Regions from separate parts of the Mus musculus genome. Here region 2 is linked to region 1. The links are chromatin contacts, called in public HiChIP or PLAC-seq maps. All regions are on one chromosome and are shown on one strand. The core of a region is the stretch at or near the end of the contact, and the rest is flanking DNA. Distances in the headings are between cores, read along the strand shown.

Region 1 (5,934 bases), core at 810-3,309:
TGGTCACACACCAGAGTCCAAACTAAGACCTCTTTCAAGCCATTAATCTTCCCTCTTTCTACTTTCAGCCATGCAGACTTACTAAACTCCATACTGGAAAATCTTTTACATATGTTGGAATTTAGTTTTTAATTAAAATGTATATTTTCTCATGATCTTAAACATGTATAGGATGTACTGAGATCATATCCACAAACCCCGCTGCCTTCTCGTTTCCGCCTCCTACTTTCCTGCTTCTGTGCTTGTGTGTATGAGTAAGTTTAATTAGGGCTGCCTGCATGAACATGGGGAGGGAATAGTTACTGGAGTATGTGCTATACCATTTGAAGAAAGGACTCCCATTCCCCTAGCAACTATTAACAGCCAGTTGCTGTGGTGTCTGTGTGTGTGTGTGTGTGTGTGTGTGTATTTCATCAGTCCCTCTCTATACATGATGAAGGACCACATCTTGTACAGGTTTTGTGTAGTTAGCTATGAACGCAACGGCCACATCGTATCCAGAAGATGAAGTGCTGAAGCTGGGGTCTGTTATCCTTCATAGACACAGACAGCATGCGCTGGAGAGGAACGGTGTAGAGATTGGAATGTTGATGCTAGGCGTCCAGATGATGTTGCCTGGGTCGGAACCTCAGTCTTGGGTTAGAACACTTTTATTTCCACAGTTTGAACATTTCTAGCTTCAAAGAAATGTGTCTAAAGGAGAATGTGGATGTGACAAACGGGCTGTGGGGCTGTTCCCACAGTCACAGGGACTCCTCTGAGAAAGCATTTGCAGAGATCAGACAAGATTAGGTCAACAATGTGCTTGTACTTTTATTATAAAAGTAAAATAAAAAAGTAAATAGCATTTATAAATTCAACATTTCTTCTTTTAAAGTATTTGATTTAGAAAACATATTTACAATAGTAAAATGCATAAAACGGGGAAAATACTATTTTCAGCACTGATTGTAGCATGTTTTAAATATTGTAAGTTCATGTGTTTTTTATTTTTAAATCACAGATAAACCACATTAAAAAAAGAAATGTCTTTTTTTTATTGCGCATCAAGGTACTCATTTAAAAATATGTTTTTCCTTAATCTTAATTTGAATGCACAACTTACAGTAGATGGCTAGAAAGGACACCGGGTGGGGACAGCGACACCTTTTAATGACAGCAGGAACCCAGCGGAGGGACAGCAGTAACAACACAAAGCAAATGTGATCCAGTAGCAGCAGAGAAAGCTCAAGACACTGCACCTGAGCCATAGAGTGCAGCTGAGCGAGCGAGCGCCATGATTGCTAGACACCGTCTGTGCGTGGCAACTACATTTCATTTCAGAACCAAGAAAGGACGCCAAATTCGGAAGGCCTTGAATGAAATCGAGTGACCCTGCAGGCCGGCGATTCTCCAGCACCTTTGGATTCGCTTTGCCTTCCTCCTTTGGGACGATGCAATGGACTGTCAGGGCTTTGGTTTACACAGTGTGGGGGAACGGCCAGCAGGCTAAATTTTGCCTTCAATAGGTCCTTCCTGCCCATAACCGTGGGGCATTTTGTTCAGAGATAGCAGTGGGCTGTCTCCAGTAAGAGACTCTGTAAAGCTGAGTTTGCGGAAGGATGTCTCCACACCACTGTCACAGACGCTGTCACTATCCCGGAGTTCATCTGCGGAGAAAGCACAGACTCATGAGGGGCTGAGTTAGGCCATGGCAAGGGCTTTGTTCTGCCTGCTGTCCCTGTCACCTTCAACTGTCAACTTCACACGTCTAGAATCACTTGAGGAGGGAGGTGCAGATGAGGGAGGGCCCAGCCAGATGAGACTGGTCTGTGGGCGTGTCCTGACAGTTAACTGACTGGAGGAGGACCTATCCTCTGTAGACAGCACCACTCCCTGAGAGGCAGTCCAGGGCTGTGTAAGAAAGCCAGTGGAGCATGAGCCCATGAGGCAGCAAGCCGGGGTGCTCAGCAGTTTCAGATTCAAAGTCTTTGGGTTCCTGCCCTGAATCCCTTCCATGATGGATAGGAGCTGGGGGCTGATATAAACCCAGAGAGCTTTGTCACAGTGCCCTAGAGCACCATCCACAGCAGTGGGCTCCCTCCCAGGCTCCGTGTGGACTATGGTATGGAGGGTTGTGCTTGCTAGCTCCTGCGCAGCACGGCATCCCACCTCCCCATCATGCCACCGGTGCTGCTTGGCTGTGTGAATGGCAGGGTTATCAAATGACATTAGAGAGTGCTACAGGGTACATCAGTCTTTCTGTTGAACAGAATCTGTTCTGAATTCTCTTGGTTCAGGATAAACATGTTTTCCTTTGTAAAGTGAGGCATATTTTTCTAACTGCTCTATCATTTTACCTTTTGTCTTTTTTTTTTTTTTTTTTTTTTTTAACGGCTGGGCAAACTGCTGAATACAAGGCAAAATAAACTCATAACAGAAGCAGGAACTAAAAATGGCACCTTTCTCTGAGCTGTATGAGCTTTTAAAGAATACACATTGCCTAGAAAATTTTCTTTTGGTGCAAGAAAATGAGGCTTTTTTTTTTTTTTTTAAATGTGTCTATACCAAAAGCTTAAGTTAAATTCTATCGCCTGAAAAGCATTCCTGGGAACCAGAGCAGATTATTTCTGTACAGAGTGACTAAAGAAACAGAAGCATAACACTTACTAAGCAAATGTTTGACTCTCATCATTGAATCTTAACGTCAGAACACTGAGACTCAATGACCATGCCAGAGCGGTGTCCTGGTGTTACCTCATCCAGTCAACTGTCTGTTGTGTAACAGGGACTGGGCAGCATTTGAAAGGCTTACTGTGTATTATGGTTCGGATCTTAAAATGTCCCACAAAGGCTGTGTGCTAAGTAAAGGCTTGGTTTCTAGCCTGTGACATTATCTGGAGGTGATACAACTCTTTGACTATGGGGCCTCACAGAAGGAAGTTAGGTCATGGAGGGCGTGGCTTTGAAAGAGATCTGTACTGGGGCTCCTCCCCATCTCTGTGTACTTCCAAACACCTTGAAGTGAGTAGGATTCCTCTACCATGTGCTTCCTCCGTGATGAAGGGTTTTGCTATACCCCGAAGGCAGTGGACCATGGGACCTATAAAAACTGTGTGCCCAACCAAATCTCTCCTAAGTTGGTCACAATGATGGAAATTTAATACAGTATTTAAGTATTTGCTTTGTGTTTGTGGGATGTGTGCTCATGTGCAGGTGTGGGGTGTGGGGAGGTCAACATTGTGTGACTTCCTTGTTCCTTCTCCATCTTGTTTTTAGAGACTGGCCAGTGAGTCCCGTGGATCCACCTCTCTCGGTGTCCTTTCCTCTATGAGTGGGCTACCGGGTTGTACATATTTGTCACCCTACCTGGCTTTCCCAAAGGTAGAGGAGGGGACACTTGCCGTGTTCCTAGCTGCTAAGTATTTAGTTTTTAATTGTGACTGGAGCCCTATCATGTCACATCACCGTGGTGCAGAGAACTGATGGAGGGGCAAGCAAAGAGTCAAAGAGGCTGACTAGGAGCCACTGTTGGAGTTCAGGCAAGCAGTGAGGATGGGTGGAACTTGGCATCTGCCAAGAAGAGATGCCCTTTCAGGGTTAAGCATGAGGACCTGAATGCCAGAAAGTATTCATTGCCACTCTTAGATTTTGTTACAGCCTGGCTATACTTTTGACAGTCATGGCCAGTATGAGTTTGTGCAAGAGCCAAGAGTTGTGTGAAGATGATAAAAGTTTATTCGGCCGTAAAGAGAGATGAAACTTGCAGGTTAATGGAGAATACTAATCAAGGCAGCCCAGAGACATAAATACCATTCGTTCTCTCTCACGTGTGGATCCTAGCTTCCAACAGTCACGTATGTATATTCATGTGGAAGTGAGCGTGAGCAGAGGCCAGAAAACTAGCAAAGGCCTCCAGGGGGCGGAAAACAGGCTTTAAAGGGATGGAAAGGGTAGGGAACACATGTGAAAATGGGAAGGGAGCGAGTGCGGGGGGGGGGGGGGAGGGAGGGAGTAGAGGGTCCAGGGCTGGGGCGATGGGAGCTGAGGGAGTCATGAGAATAAACCAGAACTAAGTATGTATAAAAATGCCCTAAGGACCCCAGTGCACACATACATGCACAGGAGTGAGGAGGAGGCAGCAGGGTGGGTGTGGGTGACAAGGCCCTGAGAGGACACTGGTGAGTGAGGGCTATCAGCTGTGACAGGATGAGTGTCAATCGGGCAACGTGGAGGAGAGTGTAGGAGAGGAGGGGACAGAAGCAGATGGCAGACAGAGGTGGTGAGCTGACCAGCAGTTATCATATTCTTCTGAGAAGTTTGAACTCAACTAAAGGGTGTAACAAGGAAGTGATGTCTCGTTTTTCTCTAAATTTCTTTCTCTTTTAAAAAATCTGTTTACTGTTTATTGGATATAATACTCTTAATGATGACATTTTTCTACTGAACTTGGAGGCTGTGTTTACCTGTAGATTCCCCCATATGAGAAATGCGAACAAAAATAACAGCATGTATCATACAAACGTGAAAACATGAGCTAACCAAAGCGCTATCAATGGACAAAGCCATTCATTGAGATGTAACATTAATCAAAGCGGGGCTAAGCAGCCTGTGGCCAGGCGGGCCAGTGTTTAAAGATGAGAAGTTACATCCTAGCAAGAGGTTCTCCACAGCAGGTGGGGAAGGAAGGACAGTACAGGACAAAGAGGCAAGAATCAGGTGTCCAGGACCTGCTGAAGGTGACAGGCAGGCTCCCAGGGGAGGACTGCCCCAGGTGGAAGGCAGACATAACCTACTGAGCCCAGATGGAAGGCCTGCCACCCGGGTGCTGGCATAATACAAAGATGGGAGAATGCTAGTTGTTCCTGGTCTCAGTGGAGTTTGTGGCTAGGGTAGAAAATGAACAAGAAGAAAGGGTGCAGAGGTTAGAGAAAGCACGGGCCGGGAACAATGACATAATTCAAGCCTGTACCGAGATCCATTCGTACAAATGCATGTGTTGGGGGTGACAGGTGGATGTTAGTGTGGGAAGACAAAGGCAGGACCATGAGCAGGGTGGGAGCTGAAGGACGGGGAGTGCCGAGGGAGGGAGGAGGTGGGGGACCTGAGGGTGGTGGCATGAAAGGAAGGGTCATACAGTATGCATATTTCCTGGGTCCTACTTCTTGTCCTGTGGCCCAGGGCTGTGCACCTTTCTTAGAATCTTTCTCCAAATTTAACAAATATGAGAAGTAGTGTTTCTTTAACCCTCCCCGCCATGTCCAGTGTCTACTGGGATTCTAAGTGACCTATATGCCAATGTGAGTGTCTGTGGGAACTGCCTGTTCCTGTGTGCGCAGAGGAGCACTGTGGGGAGGGAGCGGGTGGCATGCCACAGAGGAACACATGTCAGGAAAAAGACTAGGGAAAGGGAGTGTAGTGCCACGTCCCAGAGCACAAAGACCTTGCCAGCGAGGAAAGGAACTCTCTCAGCCTCTTTACCTATGTGCTGCCTCGTGGAGGAAGACGAGAGAGGCAGACAGTGGACCTGAGCAGTGGTCACGGGGCTGGAGGCTGTGGTTGCCGGGGTGCGGAAGGCTGCCTGGATCACTTCAATGGCCTCTGTGTAGCCCATCTGTTGCAGGGCCTCCATCAGCTCTTTGATGGTACCCCCAGAGACCTGGTAGGAAAAGGGAGAGTATGTTCGTGTGTTCCAGCCTGTTTGCAGGCTGTTAGCGTCCCTTCTCTGTGTCTGCTCCAGAGAGCTGGGGGGTTTGGAGAGGGCAGGGAAGGAACCTGAAGAAACACAGTGCTTAGGTTCTAGTTCCCATCTTGGATCAAATCCATTCAGAAAAATCACAGGAGAGGTGAAGGAGAGAATAAGGGAGATGGAGAAGGGGAGGATAAGGGAGATGGAGAAGATGAAGGAGATGGAGAAGATGAGGGAGAAGGGGGAGAGAGATAAAGAAAAAAGAG
Region 2 (5,560 bases), core at 628-3,127, 110 kb after region 1:
TCTCTAAGCTAGCAAGAGACTCCCAGAAGTATCAACAGGGACCAGAGTTGCCGAGTTCACATTCCCATCAATATGTGTGTTCTTGTAGTCATCCAGTGGGGTGAGAAATGTTAAATGCAACAGGAAGCACAGCTTTTTAAATTCCAGGCCTCTCAAGTTCATATGCAAAGCAAAGGACTTCGATGTAAATAATTTACATATTTTTTTCGTGCATCAAACAGCAAGAGGTTCCATCTCTAGAAAGCGCAATATTAAAATCAGGGGGAAAAAAACCCACTTCAGCAAGGACCTTACTTTAATCAAGTTTCTCTTTTTAAGGTCTGACGAACATTAATGCATTTTTTTTTTGCCACCCAAGAACAATCAGCTGAAGAGTCCTCTAGAAAGCCACCCAACTCTATCACCATCTCCATCTTTAGTACTAACCACCAGTCTGAGCCCCAGTATTTGATGCCATAGCCATCAAATGTTAATAAACACCACAAGTTGTTCTCAGCCCTAAAACAACAAAAATTTTAGTTAAATATGCTTACTTAGAAAGCTGCAGTGTTGGCCTTTACTTTTAAAAGTTCATTAAAAAAACAAAACAGATTAAATCTAGATGATGAAATCTTTTTATCATTTGTCCCACTTAAGTTTTAGACTCGACCCATAAACAGAGCCAAGATTGGTGTCTGTCTCAGAAGACCGAAGGAAGCCTACATGTAGCAGAGGCGTCATGTTTGTATCGTTTTCTGTTTTGGAGGTCAGGCACAAAACATGGTGCCATTATCCTAGAGTTTCCCCGTAATCAAAAGTCTGAAAGGTGCTATTAGTAGGTAATTTCTCTCTCAAATGCCAGCCCTGGAGAATCGGTGTGAGGCCCTCCTTATTATTTTGAAAATCAAAGTTGAGATTTGGCAGCTGAATGCATGATATGTGTGTGTATGGGGAGGGGGGGGTGTCTATCTCAGATTGGTAAGTGGGCCCCAGGTTCTCCCGAGGGACTGATTCTTAGGAGCTGGGAAGGGCTTTGCCAGCCAGGAGGACTGACAGGCACTTCTGCTTTCATTTCACTGACCGCCCTTTGGTGAAATCTGGCTGTGCACTGCACCAAGCACCTTTCTATCTGTCCTAGGCCGGTGGCGGACCTCAGCCTGGCCGCCACCACCCCACCCCAACCCCGCCGCAGGGGCTTGGGTACATCTTTCTAAAACTTTGCAAGAGTTCCTCTCCGCTTCCCGTTCCCGCCCGCGGAGACGCCGAGGGCCCCGCCAGCCGGCCCGCAAGGCCTCGGGGCCGCCCAGTGCGGATGTGCCCTTTCCCCGCAGCCGGGGCCGCTCGATCCGCGACTCCTGCTTGGGGCTCTCCCCTAGTCCCCCCCCGAACCCCGGGAGCTTCGAGCCAGTGGGACCCGCTGCACCGTGGTGCGGAGAGCTGGCGGCTCCGTTCCTCTACCTGCCCCGGGGCTTACCCTGGAGATGCGGCGCGGCCTCTCCTCGCCTGCGGGCTCCCGCTGCGGAGCGGCGCGGACCGGCGGGAGCCCGAGCCGGGTCGGGGCGCGGGCGGGCGGGCGGGCGGCTCAGCGGCGCGCCATGGCTGCGGCGCGGGCGGAGAAGCGCGGGGCGGGCCGGGCGCGGCGGGGCCCTGAGCTCCGGCCTGCGCTGCTAGAGCCGGCCCGCGAGCAGGCCGAGGGCGGCGGCGGCGGCGGCGGCGGCGGCAGGCCGGGGGCGCGCAGGGCACGGGAAGCCGTCAGCGCGCAGCCGGGCTGCTCGGGTGGCGAAACCTCCTCTTCCTGCCCGGCTCGCCTCGGTACTTCTCTCTCGTCCTCTCTCGCTCACTCTCTCACTTCCTGGCTGGAAATTCCCACTGACGTCGAGAGAGAGCAGACAGACGGACGGACCCACGCGCGCGCGCACAGCGGGGGCGGGAGGTGGGGTCGCCTCCGGGGGTGGGGGAAGCCCGCGCGCCCCGACCCGGCGCCCCGAACCCCAAGCCCCGCGGCGGCCGCGACGCCCCCGGGAGGCGCCCGCAGCCCAAGGGCAGGCCCGGACAGCTGGAGGCCACGGGAGACCGGCCTGGTCCCCACGCGCTGGGCACAAAAGTCAATCTCATCTGCTTGTTCCCTCCTCTGGGGGTCTCGGCTACACTCAGATCGCTCCATAGAGCGGACAGGAATTTCGAGATCGTAGCTGAGGTTCTCTCCAGAGAACCATGAATTTATATTGGGTCTGGATGAAGTCTTCAATCCGCTCGATTATTTCAGCCACAGCGCATTGTCCGGCCTGTGTGATCATCGCTGTGGATGGAATTAGAGCGACAGTGAGACCCGCAGTGTTGGTTCACAGCTCATAAATCCTTATCCGGCTCAAGGGAGGTTATTTTTCTGGAGAGGCCTCCCACTGATGACCGTTTGCGAGCATTTGAGCGTCTTTATTCTTTGGGCAAAGTGCCTCCATGGGCCAGGAATGACAGCCTGGGGCTAGGTAGCTCCCAAGTGAGTTTTGACTTAAACCTATTTTAGAGTTCGGGGGTCTCACTACTGAGTTCAAGTGGAAATACAACTTTGAAAGGCCAGGGATCAATCAGGTAGTGAGCATGCAGTTTTATTTTGGTACTTAACCCTCCGCTCAGCGTTCCACTTATGAAGTTATAAAAAACCCTCTCAGTGGGATGTTGTTGAGGGAAACACAGGTGCCCCCCCCCACACTGTATATTAGAGAGTCTTTAAGTGACCTTAAAGAGCCCTGTAATCAACCTTAAAGCTATATCATTAAATTGTAGAGACCGTTTTGCCATCTAGAGTTCAGAGGCTTCCTATAGATGGAAGACAACGATGGTTGTTATTATTTATGGGACATTAGAAATTGTAACCTACGGGCCTGGGAAATGACTCAACAGAGTGGTCGTTGGGATCTTTAGCATTCCTGCAGGTGGGGGTATCTGTAACCTCAGCGGACAGTTGGACCTGGAACTCATTGGATAACTAACAAAGCCAAGCGCTGAGTGACAGAAAGTGACAAACACAGACCTCTGTGAGAGAGAGTGGGGGTGGGGGGGACAGAGGGAGGGGGAGGGGGAGAGGGCAAGAACTGTGTCCTTGTTACTATTTAGCACATTGCTATATAGTATATAAAATGATTCTTTTCCCTGATGATATAAATACAAAGCCTGAAAGCTCTGGTGAAACAACAAAGTATAAAGTGTTTGTCTTTCCTCTGAGGACTAGGTGGGATGGGGAAAACTCTACAGTCTGCAAGGTGGGGCAGTCCCATTGTCAAAGGCACATAAATAAGACTGTTACAAAGGTAGAGGCAATGGGATATACTACTAGAACACAAGTTGAAGACTGTTCATCAGCAAGAAGTATCTAGTTAAACTTCAAGCTCCAAATGATCCCATGGGATATACCTAAAACAGAAGCCTGTGTGGGAAGCAGGTAGACTAGGCTCCTATGTCTGTGGCAACAGAAACCAATGTCAGGGATTTGTTCCTTCACAGTCCTTGCTGCAAGAGGTCTGACATTCAGATGTGGTTGCCAAGGCCACACTCCACAGAAATCCTTTGCCTGGCCCCTGCCTCTGGTGGCTGCGGCAATGCCTGCCCTCTTAGGCTTGGCTGCAGCATTTCAGTCGTGCTTCATTATCGTGTCAACCCCTTCCCTGTGCTTCCTCTCATCTGGATCCAAAGAGACCTGCCTTTCTTTTATTTAAAAGATTTATTTTAAATTCTCTCTCTCACTCTGTGTGTGTGTGTGTGTGTGTGTGTGTGTGTGTGTGTGTGTGTGTGTGTCTGAGTGTTACAGGTGCCTGTGCTACACAGGCACCTGTGTCTAAGCGTTGCAGGTACCTGTGTAGCACAGATCTCTGTGTGGCGCAGTTGTCTGTGTGGCACAGGTGTCTGTGTGGTAAAGGTGTCTGTGTGGCGCAGGTGTCTGTGTGGTAAAGGTGTCTGTGTGGCACAGGTGTCTGTGTGGCACAGGTGTCTGTGTGGCACAGGTGTCTGTGTGGTGAAGGTGTCTGTATGGTGCAGGTGTCTGTGTGGCACAGGTATCTGTATGGTGAAGATGTCTGTGTGGTGCAGGTGTCTGTGTGGTGCAGGTGTCTATGTGGCGCAGGTGTCTATGTGGCACAGGTTTCTATGTGGCACAGGTTTCTATGTGGCACAGGTGTCTGTGTGGCACAGGTGTCTATGTGGCACAGGTTTCTATGTGGCACAGGTGTCTGTGTGGCACAGGTGTCTGTGTGGCACAGGTGTCTATGTGGCACAGGTGTCTGTGTGGCACAGGTATCTGTGTGATCCAGACAAATCATCAGCTCACCTGGAGCTAGCATTGCAGGTGGGTGTGAGACACCCAGCATGGGTGCTGGTAACCCAGTGTGAGTCCTCAAGCAAAAGTAATAGGTCTTCTTACCTTCTGAGCCATCCCAGCCCATACTCTTGTCTCTTGTTAAGAAACTAGCCATTCTGACCACCTCTTAGCTCAGGGAGGTCTGCAAAGGCTCATTTCTGAATGCAATAGTGTCCATAGGCATCATTGGTTAGAACATGAGGGCTGCAGTCCACTGCCATGGAACAACCAAACCAGTTACATCCTTCTGGTACCCCTGCTTTAATATTCAAAAGTTTTCTGTTTTCAACCCCTGCTTTCAGGGGGGTATTTCTAAGAATTTCATCCACTCTAAGGTGTCAAATAGTATTTGTCATAATCAGGCAACAAAGAAAACATGCTTATACGTGGAAATTCCATCACCAATACTGTGAAGGCAGATTGAACTTGTTGCTAAAGTATGTGAAATCAGACGCACTTCCCTTATCATGAAACTCCGCATTGGTAACAGTGTGGAGAGTGAGATCAGAGGTTGAAATCCATATAGTGCATAAATGGGAAGAAGTTATACAGTTTGAAGAGGAGTCACAAACTAGACCGTACTCTGAGCACTGAAAGCGCTAAAACGCATGCTGAAAAGGAGACAGGAGTGTTCTATTTTATTCCTAGAAAGAATACAACTTGGTTTTGACCATCCTGCTGCCTCCTTTTGCTTAGAATGAATCACTGCTCTTAGCCATAAAAGCCAAGGCTAAACAGAAGGACTTCACTTGACTTGAAATCCGTCTTGAATCTGGAGCCCCCAGCTTGCCTTGAATTATGTCTGTAATTTGTCAAGTAGTACCCGAGTCTCAGTTTTTTCACCTATACAGTAATCATAAATTATAGCCCAAGAACTATTTAGAATGCTTTACATTATATACAGTTCAATATATAAAGTGAATTATATACATATGTATTACACACACACACACACACACACACACACACACACACACTCACCATAAGTACCCTAACCCATAGTTTAATAAACTACAGGAAGTTAGAGAATGGAACATATGTTTACAAGTATAAACATTTGTTTTGGGAACTTAAAATTAAAATAAATTAATTTCCTTATAGTCTCAGGGGCTATAAATTCTTGCACTGTTGACCACTACAACATGGAATCATTGTGAGTATATTATTCTATATTGTCACAGTATTTTATTTCTCCTCCTTAACAATGCTAGCCATATTCTGTGTTGCAAT

The links. HiChIP or PLAC-seq counts read pairs in DNA pulled down with a chosen protein or histone mark.
Region 2: an H3K27ac HiChIP or PLAC-seq map of heart atrium shows a contact between it and region 1, with 5 read pairs. The contact joins the promoter of Nfkb1 here to the enhancer-like site in region 1. A contact is called at or near these places in 6 of 39 promoter capture datasets (the C10 cell line, the HPC-7 cell line, epiblast stem cells and 2 more), 14 of 484 Hi-C or Micro-C datasets (CD4 T cells, the HL-1 cell line, the N1E-115 cell line and 9 more), 11 of 115 datasets of contacts at active chromatin or transcription factors (CD8 T cells, the SCID.adh cell line, bone marrow-derived macrophages and 5 more) and 3 of 9 other capture datasets (adipose tissue, embryonic stem cells and liver).

The regions. Positions count from the first base shown.
Region 1 is chr3:135,583,867-135,589,800 of GRCm38.p6, forward strand. It overlaps Nfkb1 (nuclear factor of kappa light polypeptide gene enhancer in B cells 1, p105), which reads right to left. Exons shown (of 25, transcript NM_008689.2): 24 at 5,461-5,638; 25 at 789-1,649. The coding sequence ends at 1,489. Among named protein-coding and RNA genes, the nearest start is that of Gm46827, 22 kb to the right of the region's middle. Within about 2 kb of position 2,060, at least 77 of the 459 cell types and tissues checked have an H3K27ac peak or open chromatin away from gene starts, as enhancers often do. A contact at or near this core is called in the SCID.adh cell line, adipose tissue, epiblast stem cells and 4 more, where this site is marked.
Region 2 is chr3:135,689,670-135,695,229 of GRCm38.p6, forward strand. It overlaps Nfkb1 (nuclear factor of kappa light polypeptide gene enhancer in B cells 1, p105), which reads right to left and starts at 1,878. Exons shown (of 25, transcript NM_008689.2): 1 at 1,454-1,878.